2 separate regions of the Zea mays genome follow, and region 1 is linked to region 2. A link is a contact called in public Hi-C data. All regions are on one chromosome and are shown on one strand. The core of a region is the stretch at or near the end of the contact, and the rest is flanking DNA. Distances in the headings are between cores, read along the strand shown.

What was found. A called contact is a pair of places that touch in the nucleus more often than the background predicts.
Region 1: a Hi-C map of ear shows a contact between it and region 2, with 2.8 times the contacts expected there. The contact joins the promoter of LOC100279628 here to the promoter of LOC103638796 in region 2. A contact is called at or near these places in 3 of 25 Hi-C or Micro-C datasets (ear, endosperm and tassel).

What each region holds. Positions count from the first base shown.
Region 1 is chr9:105,936,942-105,944,015 of Zm-B73-REFERENCE-NAM-5.0, forward strand. LOC100279628 reads left to right here and starts at 3,800. Exons shown (of 8, transcript NM_001152624.1): 1 at 3,800-3,999; 2 at 4,103-4,291; 3 at 4,702-4,950; 4 at 6,141-6,284; 5 at 6,383-6,547; 6 at 6,890-6,959; 7 at 7,054-7,074. The coding sequence starts at 3,889.
Region 2 is chr9:105,635,035-105,642,503 of Zm-B73-REFERENCE-NAM-5.0, forward strand. LOC103638796 reads right to left here and starts at 5,836. Exons shown (of 3, transcript NM_001328274.1): 1 at 5,695-5,836; 2 at 5,427-5,596; 3 at 3,864-4,000. The coding sequence starts at 5,805. The coding sequence ends at 5,474. LOC100303794 (VQ motif family protein) reads left to right here. Exons shown (of 1, transcript NM_001165428.1): 1 at 1-83.

The sequences.
Region 1 (7,074 bases), core at 2,550-5,049, 300 kb after region 2:
CCATGACTCCGACATGTCAATGGTTGTGTGGGTTGCATCCCATCATATTCCGGTCTCCTTGTTTGCTAGTTGTCACCAAATACCATAATCAATTTTCAACTTTTCCCACTTGTTTTTTGAATTGTTTTCTTTCATAGAAATTACCTGTTCTTTGGTAGAACTTTTGAATCACATTTTATACCCAATCTTATTCAAATGTGTGTTTGAACGATTGCCATTTTCAACTTCTTCAGCAAATATTTCGCAAACAACCTTAGTGTTCTCATCACTCCAATTCACTTGACTGTTATTGAAATGCATGCATATTGTGGCACATTACTATGGAGCAAATGGTAATGGTACCATGATAAAATTATTACCTTGCATCAGCGAGGTCGAGGTTGACGTTCGGGGAGACAGAGCGTGCATAGGAGCGAGTTACAATAGCTGGAGCTTGAGGTGCACGCCCACCCCTACGGCGAGCTGATGGTGCTGGAGTTTGGCCGATGGTGCTCGCCGGTGATGCACCATAGTTACCATCTTCGAACATCCAGTCTTCCCCCAAAGCGGCACCCGCTGCTCCATGAAACCATGCTGGGAGTTCATTGTCGTCACCAAGCTGAACACCATTGTCTTCCATTCCCTGAGCACCAACAGGTTCATCCTGGACAGAGGCGGTGATTCTCCTTCCCTGGGCGGCTGCCGGCGCGGTGGCGTGGCCCGCAACCAGCGCAACGCCTTGCCCCTGGGATGGGCGGCTGCCGGCGCGACGGTTGCTGACGCGGCGGCGTGGCCTGCTGTCAGCGCTGTGCCTAGACCCCTTCCCTGAGCGGCTGCTGTCATGGCGGCGTGGCCCGCAGCCAGTGTAGTGCCTTGCCCCCTTCCTTGGACAGCTGCCGGCGCGGTGAGCCGATGGTGCTCGCCGGTGATGCACCATAGTTACCATCTTCGGACATCCAGTCTTCCCCCAAAGCAGCGGCCGCTGCTCCATGAAACCATGCTAGGAGTTCATTGTCGTCACCAAGCAGAACACCATTGTCTTCCATTCCCTAAGCACCAACAGGTTCATCCTGGACAGAGGCGGTGATTCTCCTTCCCTGGGCGGCTGCCGACGCGGTGGCGTGGCCCGCAACCATCGCGACGCCTTGCCCCCTGGGATGGGTGGCTGCTGGCGCGACGACTACTGACACGGTGGCGTGGCCCACTGTCAGCGCGGTGCCTAGACACCTTCCCTGGGCGGCTGCTGTCATGGGGGCGTGGCCCGCAGGCAGCGCAGCGCCTTGCCCCCTTCCTCGGGCAGCTGCCGGTGCGGCAGCGTGGCCCGCAGGTAGCGCCGCGTCGTGGTGGCTCAACGGCTGCCAGTGCAGTGGCGTGGCCAGCCCTAGGCGCGGTGTTGACGGTCCGAGGCCCAGCGGCGCTGGCGACCCGAAACATGACCGCAGGAGTGACCCCGGCTGCGACGGCGTTGGCAGCCCAAGTCGTGGCAACGCCCTCATCGGCGTGACCTATCCCAACTTCCCAAGCACAACATCAAAATAGATCTATGAAAAACTATAGATTCCTCTATTTGACTATTTCAATTCAGAATCACCTGCTACCTCACGTTTTCTAGATTCCTGTTATACATGTTACACGTTGTCATGCTCTTATCTTTAAGATATTAAAGCACCAATTTCAACGGTCGTCCCGCGCCATATTTTTACAAATAACTCCTCACATCTATCTATCTCAAATTAACCCGTTAGCCAGTCGAGTCATTTGGTTAAATTAGCGTAAAATATTAAAAAAGTGGTGCAAGAGGAGGGGTTTGAACCTAAGCCCTAATAGAAGAAGGGTGGGAAACTTAAGGGAAGCTGTCTAACCAGTAGAACATCATAGTCAATTGTTTTTAATATTGAATATAAATTGTACATATGTATATACAATTTTTTGTAAAATAAAAAAATATAATCGTGTTGGGCTGGGTCAGCTCTACGGGCCGAGGCTACGGCCCAAGCACTACTAAATGGGTCGTGCCCCGGACCAGACCGCCAGACATGGCCCATTTAGCCATTTATACCTTCGCAAGATAATGATGGTCCTCGCCTCAGTTGCCGCCACCTCGTTCGCCATCATGCTTCTATTTCTCTCTCCCCTCATGCCTCCTCCTCCGTGCCACCCATTTCGGTAGAGGACGTGGGAGCAGGCGCCTCCTCTCCCGTATTCATTCGACACCAGCCCCGACACCGACCCGTGCAGTAGCTATTGCACGTCTACAAGGGTGTTTCACATCATGCACGCACCATCGTTTTCGCCGTCGTCGGATGTCCCGTTCATCTTCCCGGCCTTCACCCTGTTCTTCCTCCCCAACTTGTTGCCCTTGCCCACGATCGCAGGCACGAGCCGACCGACGCTCGTCGACGCGGGTACGGGCGAGTCGGTCTTGCTCTTGGCTTTTCTTCGTGCGTGCCGCCGAGGAGGACACGATGGCGTCTGCCATGCTTATGTTATCTTGGCGATGACGAGTCCAGATCTGAGATATTGGACAACCAAGGCCCGTAGAACGGCAGCAGTCGACATATGCTACGGAGTTGGTGGTGGTGTTGTGTCGCCTCCGTGGGTCCAGGGCTGGAAGGCACTCGCATTCTCTCGCCCATTTCGTACTGACGCTTGGTGCAGGTGTCTCTCGGTTTGGAGCAGTTCCGGCTGAGCTTCTTTCTCCGCTTGCGTGCTCTCTCCCTGTATGTATCTAGCGGTATACTACCTATGTCGCCTCCAGATGTCCAGGTCTTCGTCGTGTCCTTCTTCGGCAACGAACAGGTATGACTGCCTCTTCCCTTCCCTTCCCGCTCTACGAAACCTTAGAAGTGGGGGAGGTGAGGGATGAGGTCCCTGATTTGCTGCCTATGGTACCCATTCGATGGCTCAGCATTGCCTTCTATATGGTCTTTCCTTTACCACGATGTCGACTTGGTTAGTCAAATAAAAAAAATTATGCGTAGAGCAGAGACAATCAATACAAAATCTTGAGATATTTTGGTGGATAGTTTACGTGAGTATTGTTGTGAGCCGTCGCAACACACAGACAACTGACTAGTAGAATCTAAGTTGAGAGTTGTTTCAACCAAACAAATTTTAGGTTTTTCATATTTATTAACTCACAACAACTTTTTTATAGCTCATAGATAGCATCAAATTTTTAGAAATCTAACCAAACAAACCTTTAGCCTCTCTTACATAGATTAACGTAGAAGGAAAAAAAATCCAAAATACCCATTAAAAATAAAAAACATAGATATATTTGAGGAAAGAAATGTTATTCCAAAATACCCATTAAAAATAAAAAACTTAAATACTGAAGCGTCAACTATTTTGAAACACAAAAGTATAAAAAAGAGGACTAAGGAACGGGTCGAAATAGTTTTTCTCACTTCATTCTCATACATGTTAATTTTTAAGAAAGAAATTGTTTTCTCAAACGGATGGGGTTGCCCTAAGGCTCTAACGGTAGAATATTATGTCTCATTCATTCTTGCACAAAATGGTGCCATTTGTAATGAAATCTGCAAATAAATGCCTTAAAATTAACGGTCCCCTACAGGCTTCTACGAATTAACACGGAATGATTGGATGCGACTGCAAAATTGCAAGGTTTATATTAAAAGAATACCCAACAGTGCCCAAAATAGCGGATTTCACATAAAAAAGCATGAACCCTCGCACCGGACCTCAATTAAAAACCGCAGAAAAGGAATCAATCCGACCATCCATAAAAAGGACGGCGACGCGGTCACCACTGCGGCACCGCCGCCGCCGCCATCCTCGACCCCTGAAGTGAAGAGGCAACCCGAGGACGCCTCTCCCATCCACGCGCGAATCCTACCGCCCTCCCACTCCCAAAAACCTAGCCGCGCGCGCCACCTGCATCCCATGGCGGCAACCGCGGCCGTGGCGGGGACCGGGTCGTCCCTCTCCTCGCGCCGCAGTCGCAGCGTTGTCTCCTCGTCCTTCCGCGCAGCTGCCTCGCGCTTCCGCTCGCCGGTGAGCGTTTCGTCTCGTCGTGGGGCTTTCTGATTCACGTGTGATGCCTACGAAGCGGTGAGGTATTGTGTGTTTTTGGTTGGTCTTCTTTTGGTGTGCGCAGAGATGCGTGCTCGGGAGCGAGCAGCTGCGGGTGGCGCATGAAGGGAAGCGGATGAGCGGCGCCGAGTCCAGGACCGCGTGGGCGCCAAAGGTGCCCGCACCGGAGTCCAGGCTTGCCGCACTGCCAAGGGAGCTGCGGGACTCCAGGATGAAGATCTTCTCCGGCACGGCTAACCGTCCGCTCGCTCAGGTGTTTACCGTGTCTCGCTTGGTTTCTGAGTTATTACAAGAAGAAAAACTTTTGTTTTCATTTTTATGCAACATTGGGGCTATAGTGTTTTATTTCTGGTTCTTCACTTGTTTTAAGTAAGTCGTCAAAGGCACCGTGCACGATAATTTTACTTTCACAATTACGTGTATAATTGCCCTATCTTTCAACCACTATGAGTGACTTCTGTGCCACTACTACCAACAGTTTTTTTTTTTGGGGGGGGGGGGGACCGCGGGAGGGGGGCTTGCAAGTTGCACCCTTTTTGTTTGTACTGTTTTCAGATCTGTACGGTTTTTAGATTTTCATGTTTGATCACTATAGTTGCGGCGACATCGTTTTTATACACACTACTGAAAAATGAAATGTCCTTCTCTGTACTTACTTTCTAGGAAATTGCTGCTTACCTGGGTATAGAACTCGGCAAGATCCTGATCAAGCGCTTTGCTGATGGAGAAATTTATGTGCAACTGCAAGAGAGCGTGAGAGGATGTGATGTGTTCTTGATCCAGCCCACATGCTCTCCTGTCAACGAAAACCTCATGGAGCTCTTCATCATGATTGATGCATGCCGGCGGGCTTCAGCACGGTCTATTACCGTTGTTATTCCATACTTTGGTTATGCCAGAGCAGACAGAAAGGTACTAGCTCCATTTTTATTTATTTGACGCTCAATAGTTCAGATTTGCACTAACAAACGTCAAATAAAAAAAAATCGGAGGGAGTATTAGCTAAATGATACAGTGATTTAGTTTATAACCTAGTACGTTCAGATTGACAGATTCAGAATTTAATTTAAAATATAAAACAGATTATTTTGGAGTGTATTGCTTCTGATTTCAATGTGTCTCCTGCCAAACGCAAATAAAAGCAACACCATCAATGTAAGCTTCATCATTTGAGCTCCTTGTCAAAGCTTGCTGTAAGGGCAGTGTACACTGCTGACGCTGATTTGTGATAAATTTTGCCACCTGTTTGGTCCTCCAACTTTATTATTGGGGTTTTTAAGCTGGTGCCCTCGGTTTTGCTGGTGTCCTCACTTTTACCCTTAGTCATGTTTTTTTGCTCAGTTTTGCCCTTCTGTTATATAGCGCTGGATGGGTAAAACTGAGCAAAAAACACGACTAAAGGTAAAAATTAGGACACCACCAAACCAAGGGCACCAGCTTAAAAAACCCTATTATTATATGGATCAAAAAAAAATCTTCCGAAGCTGATTTTCATGCAATAAAGTGACAATTTGTCTTTATTGTGGATAAAAAAATCAAGCATTTCACTGCTGCTTCCTTAACTCCGACAAAATCCATCTATTATGAATGACTTCTATTCATTTCCTCTAATTGTTTTACTTTATATCCTAGCACCAAATATGGGTTTCCAGGTATTAAGGACGATCAGAACTGCCTAACTTTAATTAGAAAAAAAATTCTGCGCTGTTTGCTTTAATATACGAACATCTATACCCCGTTTGGATGCAGATATTGGTGCACAAAATTGAAAATTGGAATCAGCTTTTCTGAATTCTGTTGTTTGGTTGCACATGGAATTGAGTTTTGGAATAAGAGAGCCAATTCCATGGTATTGGACTATAACTAGAAACTCTCTCTCCCAATTCAGAGTGTCACCCCTCAGTATTGCGTGGAATTAGACCACCCAATTCCAAACTTCAATACAGTGACATCCAAACAATAGAATTGGAATTGCATCTCATTTCAATACCATGGCTGATTTGGTATTGAAACCAATTCAATTCAATGCCCTCCAATACCGACATCCAAATGGAGCACTAGCTTTTCTTTTGTTTAACTGCACAATGTCTTTGGTAACTCAGGCTCAAGGGCGTGAACCCATTACTGCCAAACTTGCTGCAAATTTACTTACTGAAGCTGGTAGTGACCGTGTCATTGTATGTGATATTCATTCTACGCAAGCGTTGGGGTACTTCGATATTCCTGTGGATCATATATATGGACAGGTAGTGTGAGTTCTTCCTTTACAGCGTTTGATTTCAGTATTGCATCTCGTTGTAAATTCTATCTGACTACGAATTAGTGTCATCCTTGGTGTCTGTAGCCTGTGATTCTGGATTACCTGGCCAGCAAGACGATATCTGAAGATCTTGTGGTTGTTTCTCCTGATGTGGGTGGCGTTGTTAGAGCACGTGCATTCGCTAAGAAATTATTGAATGCCCGTTTAGCTATTGTTGATAAAAGAAGACAGGGTCACAACATGTCAGAGGTGAGATCTTTGGATTGAACCAATCCTTATTTCAGAGCCCCACCCTTCTATCAAGGTTCTAGAAACAGGATATGAGTTTTCCTGGTCTGCCTGTCTCTTTACCTTTTTTATTTTTAACTTCATTGAGTTTGAAACTTATCAAATACAATGATTCACCATATTCTTTATAGCTGTATAGTTTCATTAGTACTGCAATTGTATGCAAGTATTTTCATCACCTGATGTTTTGTTAAGCAATCTATGTCACGGTGTGAGTCATCCATGTTTTGACTATGTTGATCTGTGCAATAAAATGCAATTATAGCTTCGAAAACTACAGAGGCCTATATCATATTTTTTCAGGTCATGAATTTAATTGGCGACGTGAAAGGAAAAGTGGCTATCCTGATTGATGACATGATTGATACAGCAGGTTCACAATCTGATTTTTAGCTTTTTGACTGCACGTATTAGCCAGTGTATATTCCATCCAAGTCACATATTTTTAATATTTTAATAAAATCCAGGGACAATCACTAGCGCAGCGG
Region 2 (7,469 bases), core at 4,586-7,085:
GAAAATCAGTTTGGGGAGGTGTAGTGGTCCAACTTGTAAGGAACTGAAAATCAGTTTGTGTAAAATATCTGCCGAGCTTTGTGAGCTGGAAGGGATCAGAACGGTGTGACCCTCGCGGCGATCGGATGATATCAGCATGGTTAACCTGTTGCTCGCGCAATGCAGCTACGCCCCCTGGTCGTCACTCCACCGTCGAGCGTAATTAATTAAAAGCTGGCCAGCCCTGGCAAGGCCGGTGGCCTCCCCTCCATGGTGGTTCCACCAATCGGATCACCAGTTCGCAGCGCAGCGCAGATGCCTTCTCTGTCATGAGCAGCGATCTAGATACATGTCGTTTTCAGTGGGCAGGCAAACACACACTCTAGTTAAATGTTTGTTTTCAGAAGTCCACCTATCGCAATTCGCAAACGGTACGAAGAAACAAGGTGGTGCAGAGCAAGGCGACGATGGTTTCTCTGATGTGAATAGCCAAGATTTGCCATGGCGTTTCCTCTATGCTGCTCCTCTGGATGGGCTGTTGTGCTTAACAAATACGCAGCGGTGGTGTGTGAGTTGGCTGGCGGAAAACGACTCTTGCATAAGATAATGGGCCTCTAGGCACTAGGTTTGCCTGTTTGATAGGGTATAGTAGTATATATATAGTCCATGTTCTGCTGTCCTAAAGAAGATCCAGTGGTGTTCTTTTATTGAGTCTGAAACTCTGAATAAAAGAAGCCCTCCTAAACTGCCACTGGTCTAGAGATGGCAATGGGACCCGTTATTAAACCTGCACGTGATAATGGTTTTGTGTACTAATTAATGATAAAAAATAAAAAATTAACTTGTCAATAGATCAATCATTGTACAGTTGTATTTATTCTTATGTACACATAATGATTTATTATATCTAACAATATAATAAACAGGGTTCATTTTATCTATAGGGAAAAAATATTGGAGGTTAGCGATAAACAGGATTATCGGATTTGTCGGAATTTTATCGGTGATAGGCAAAAAAAAATCGGTACAAATTTGAAGAAAAAGGACCAAGATGTTTAAATACCATGTAGATTATATTTAGACACAGAAATATCCACGCAAGCGTTCGTGAGAATCCTCGTGAGAAACTTTTACGTCGCGGGGACGAAAGGTATGGGAAGCTATTTTTCGACCGGGAATTCCTCGTTGCTATCCCTACACTGGTCCTTAGTTTCCAACTTTCCGTGCAGCCTCCATGTCAAACAATGAACAGAAACTCAAAACGAAAAATATCTTGCTTCTTTCATGACACATCATCTTCTCCCTAGAAAAAAGAGAGCCTGTCACCCGCAAGCTTCGGCCTCACTTTCTGCTTTTAGCTGGAAGAAATTGCTTTCAGCATTAACTGACTGAGTGCTCGACTTACGTCTCTGAAGAAAGTGTCGCATCGCATCCATCCCCTTTGTCCACATTGTCTTACCTCTCATCTATCCCCACCTTTCACTGGTTTTAATTCAGGAAGTCTTGGATTCATGCATCTCTCTCCTCCATGTCTCTGGATTTTTTTTAACAAAAAACTATCGGTTAAGTACTTTTGCATAGCCCACTAATTACCACATCCCTCCAAGAGCAAGATGCTGGATATCCATCGTCACACTAGCTAGTCCTACCTTTTAGTAACTCCAAGTGTCAAATGCAGACATCAACTACGTACGTGCCCAAATTAAAGGGGGCCTCTTTCGAGGGTACTTTGTTTTTGTAAGTATGCAGTTGTCTCCACCCAACCACCAGCACCAGGCAGAAAGGTTTAGCTGCTTTTAGAAAACTGTGCAAGGGGGCTTCTTTTTCAGTCGATTTTACAAGTCAAGACACACAGGATGCTAAATAAACCCAGTCGTCGTCCTTATTCATGGACGATAATTTCTGGAAATCCAGGAGCGCGGTTGTCTCCTGCGTGGACCATGAGATGCGGAAGCTAACTTAACCATTACTACATTGCTGTGCCAACCTACAAAGAAAAGAAGTCAGACACACATGACAGGGATGAGGTACACATTTTGCAGTTTAGTTCTCTTTTGCTATGAAGTACGAGATTTAAAACAAAAAAAAAGGTCCATGGAAGCTATAGTTGCATGCATCACTAACGCAGGTTTAATAACCGCTACGTCCCAGAATATTAGTCGTTTTAGCCCTTAAAATTTATGTCTATATTCAAATGGATGATAATGAATCTATATATATATATATATATATATATATATATATATATATATATATATATATATATATATATATATATAAACAGATATCTTAAGTATTTAAGTATTATACGAATCTAGTAAAATGTTAAAACAACTAGTATTTGGGGACGGATGGAGTAGTATGGGAAAAAAAATCAGTCAACTGCACGGATAGTATTTTAAATGCGTCAATTTAACTATTGATGAAACCCACTTGTTAGAGCAACCCCCCAAGTTGTTGTCCTTGATGTCGTACCAGCGAGCGGCTAACCACTGAATGGTTTCCTAATCAGATTTATTGTCAAAAGCGATGCATTAAAAAAAGTGGAACTTTTCTATTGGTTGGATGGACCCCGAGACCATGAACCAGATTTTTTTTTAAGAAAAAAGAAGAAGAAGAAGAAGAGCTCAATTATTCAACCGTCCTGATCTCGACGAGCTGTGATGTCATGCAATGAACATCAGCAAGGGTGTTGTACACGCTTTAACGTCTCGTGGAGAGTATTCACTTTTTGTTCTTTTTTCTTTGCCGTGTAAAGATGATATGCGCTCGCAAAAATTGTCAAAGCAATTTGCTATAGGATAAAAAAAAGTTGTCAACTGGATTTGCACGTTGTTTTCTCAAGAGTTATAACTGAACCCAGTAAAATAATAGGAAAAGTTGTGTTTGCTGTGCTGGTGCAATATGTGCTTGACCCAAATGTCAACTCATAATTTAAGGTGATATCTAAATAGCAAGTTGGGACAGGGATAGATGCATGCGACCCTTCTGAAACCACTTTCCACTAGGGTGCCAGGCAACCCGCCCTCGAAACCAGTTTCCACTAGTAGGGTTATGGTAGTGGCTGGCTGGCTGGCTGGCTCTGCACCTGTTTGTTTCCGGTTCCGGGCGGTATATCCGGCCCCCATCAGGCTACCCTAGTGGAAAGTGGTTTCGAGTGTCCTAAGACCAGTGATCAGGATACAGGGTGGTATGGTGACAGGGCAGCGAACCAAACATATAGGTGTACTATATCCAGGCACGTGGCTTATTTGACGCCACGTGTAAAGTTTTGCCAGGGCGTCACAGAGAGCAAGGTTAATCAACACAGCAGTTTGTGTGACAGCCCGCTATTTGTTGTCAATGTGTTTGTGTGTGTGGGGGGGGATGCTTTCCAGGGCAAGAAGTTTGGACGAAGCTAATCTCTGGAGTACAGTACCGGTGATCCTGACATGGCCCAATCTGACATTTACACACTTTTTTGTCTATCGCTGTCAGGGAGTCTTGCGGACAGAAATAACAACATTGGAATTTGAAAGGAAATGGCTAAACTCATGTGTTAAGGAAACAAGATTCTAGGGCCAAAGCCATCCCTTCTACCTGTGAAGATCCACCATGTGTGTTCAATGAACAGTTTTTTTTCCCCGTTTAAAACCACTTGTTCCTTCAATAGAGAGCAGGAGAAGAACCTGGCCTGAGATGGATTTTTTAAGTACAGGTAACTGTTGCCAAGATGAAAAAGAAAATCACAAAAAAGTGGTGTGTACAAAAAAAAAACCATCAAGTGTTCAATGAAATTTCACTGCATGGATAATGTTGATGAAAACCAATAGATTGCAAAGCAGAGTACGTGCGGATAGACATCAAAGTATATTCATATTTGGCGTTCATACATTGACCCCAACCTTGCGCTCGAATGGTGCATTTTTCTTGATACCAAAAAAAGAAGACAGCAACAAGCAAAAAGTACATGTCGATCTTATGTCTCTACATCTGAAAAAACGAGTGGACGGACTCCTTGGCCCCAGTGCCCTATGTTATTCTGCAAAAAAGAGTATGCGTGCTATCTGGTTCAGTTCCGGCTGAAATAAGTAAACCTGGTGTGGATTTTCAGGAATGTAATGACGACTGATATCATGGTGATTAAGGATGAGCCACAGTATGGGAAGAAAATCTGTCACTAACGCAACAGGAAGAACGGCTCCAAAGAGGTATAATATGTAAGGGGAATAAGGGATAACTGGTATTCAGTCTTCCTTGTATGAACTTTTGAGCATTATGTGACCTTCTAGAGAGTCCAAGAGAACTTTAGCACAGACAAATCATGGTACTAGTGGATGTTGCTATAACCATAAAAGGTTAATTGCAGACATTGTGGTCAGCCACAACATGAGGAATTGCACAAATAGCAAGATGCCCTTTTCAGAACTTCATCAGTCACAACTCACAAACCATATTATTCTTCCAATTTCAGATGAATCTGGATATGCTTTGTTGCATTGTAGGTGCACAGTTCAGGTTCTTATCACTAGCTTCTGGCATTTGCCTAGCTAGTCTCTTACAGATGAAATTTGATCATGTTGCTTGAGAGCAATAGCACTTAGATCTGAGCTACAAGTTTTTTTTCCTGTTTCAAAATATACGACTAGTATCGACCAAGACTGCAGGAGTTGGAGAGTTGAATGCTCTACAATGATTCAAACTCGCATAGTCACATTAAGCAATCAAATGCCAGAAAAAAAATATATTATTTATCTTTTACTTTTTAAGCACCTAGTAGTTACAGGTTCATTCCTCAAGAAAAGCCTTCTTCAATATTTACTCTATTCAAATTGGCTTTATATTAGCACACTGATGCCTGAAAAAATTATCAACCTTTTATGTTATTACCATGCCCACCCTTGGAAGGGTTGTTCTGTTATTGAACGATCCAAAAGTTTCGTCTTGCTGCTGAGTGGCCCAATTAGGCAGGACTACTGAGATCACGACAATCCAAGAATCTATCAATTCAGTAATAATAAGGCCACCGGTGTTTCCAGGCAAAACCAGTTTTGATTTGCTCCATGCACATGTCTCCAGTAGCATTGGGTTAAAATTTTGGTCAGGCTGGTTTTGACATAAACTAAATGTACCCACTAATGCCAATACTGCTTGAGGACTAGATTATGCCACGATTATGCATAATCTGGAACAGGATAGGTCGCTCCATAACATATGCTTTAGTTGTTTACAGTTCAATCAGAGAGAACCAAAGCACTGTGCCCTGGCAGAGTTGGATTTTCGGCTGTACCAGATGACTATGTATGCTTCAACAAAATGTATAGATTACAGCTGTCACAATACAATGCACTCAAAACTGAACAATGCGAGCTAAAAGGGGATAAAAATGGCCGGAATTAACCCATAAATTCAATATGTATCTCACATATGATCCCTCGGAAATGGAAGCTAGTAGTGGCAGCTCGTACCTAACAGCTTGGAAAAGAGCAGGCGCAAGAGGGGAAGAATGTCGGTGTCACGAGTCGGGCAGGAACTGGGCTTTATCCTCCCGCTGTGCCTCGTCCTGCAACTGCTGCGACTCCTTGGCTTTGGCAAGCAGATGCGCCTCGTATCTCCGCAGCCTCTCCTCCATTCTCGCCTGCAAGAGAAATGCTGAGCGAGTCCGCTGGAAACTGGCGACAGCGCTAGCCATAGCCATAGGGGTGGGGGAGTAGGGCAGGGCTGGATCTGGCGTGCCTTGTACGAGGTCTCGACGCGGTGCATGACGTAGAATCCAAGTACGCCACCGAGGATGGTGCCGGCCATCACGCGCACGTAAGCCCACCGCCGCGACCCCGGCGGCGCCATCGCTCACAAATCACCAAGCTGATACCGCGCCGCCTTCAGCCGCCGCCGGCAGTGGGAAGGGTGCGAGAGCAAGACGAGCGGAAATCAGGGCGTCGGGCCGAGAAGGTGGGCCGAGCTGACAGCTGTACTGGCGTCGGCCCGCGATCCACTTTTGCACCTAATCCATCGATCTCGAGCCAATGACTGGTGAGCCCATAAAGAGGAAAGGGGATCCCGTTGCAATGGCCCATGCGTTTTTTTAAGGCTTGCGGTGTTGATGACTATTCTGTGCACTAGCTCTAAGGGATCGGGCCAAATCGAGGGGAGATGGATTAGGGTGATGCTGTCATAGCGTTGCGAAAGGGCCTCTAGCGTAATGGTTAAGGCTTCCGAGTAGCACCTCCAGGTCCTGGGTTCGATCCCCCTCGGGGGCGAATTTCTGGCTTGGTTAAAAAAATCCCCTCGTTGTGCCCCACCCGCTCCCGGGTTACGTCCTGCGCGCCACCCTCCGGCTGGGCCGTTGCAGAGTGGGCGGTGACGGCCCGCTAGTGATGGGGGGCCAGAGTTCGGGGATTTTCTCGGCCGGGACCATGTTTTGGTCTCTTCTTAATATAATACCGGGAGGGCGGTCTTTCCCTCCCCGGCCGAGTTTTTGATGCTGTCATAGCGTTTTTTATTTTTATATTTGTATTAAAGTTTTTCTTGCGAAGGTAATTGTCAAATATTTTTGAGAAAATTACTACGCTGCACTAAAAAAGTCCGGTATTTTTTCATGGCACTTTATTTTTACAAATCTATGAGAAACAAAAACTCAGTTACTTATTGTTGAGCATCAAAAGTGGCGGACGGTCTCGTCCTCGGACCTGGACACTCCGCTCGCCCCGTGATTAGATTAATTCGGGCGATTATCCTTATCTCGAACGTGGTTATCCATCTAATCACGTTGGATCTGTTGGTTATCGTCTAGAAACGGGTCCAGGTCATCTCCCCTATAAATATATAGGGGTACGGTCAATTGAGAACCCCCGATCATTCCAATCGAACATATCTACTTTATTTACTTTTCTTGCCCTAAGAGTAGATTTAACATAGCTTTAGTTGTAGGCTTCCGCATATCCAACTCCACCCCTATTCGACTCTACGTCGTCTAGATTCGTCCTGTGCTGGCATGTCGACACCAGAACGATCCTATGATCTTACCCATCATGAGGAGCAAGATCTACTTCGTCTACTTCAAACAAGATCTCTTCCTTGAATTGATCTCTTAATTTCTAGACGACTCTACGTCGTCTGGAGACGCCCCGGGTGACCTGCTGACCCGAAACACCCTAAGGTCTCTCCTCCAGAGGGTGAGATCTAGGTTCTACGAGGAGAAGAAGACGACCCTGCGCCACCGTGGACCGTTCGGTCTAGATCGCGGACCGTCTCGACAACGCGTAGGGAAGAAGCTGCTTCTATCACTAGGTCGCGGATCGTCCGGCCCAGAGCCACGGACAGTCTGCGTCGCCGCAACAAGCATCGTCAGGCGACCCAACGACCCTGTCGGGTACCGTAATTAGGGGTACCCCCAAGACTCCTAAACACGGCTGGTAACCACCCTCAGCACAAACCGCAAAGACTGATGGGCACGGTTCAGGTCAAGGCCTCGTCTCCCAAGGGACGCGATCTCACCTGAGCCCAGCCTC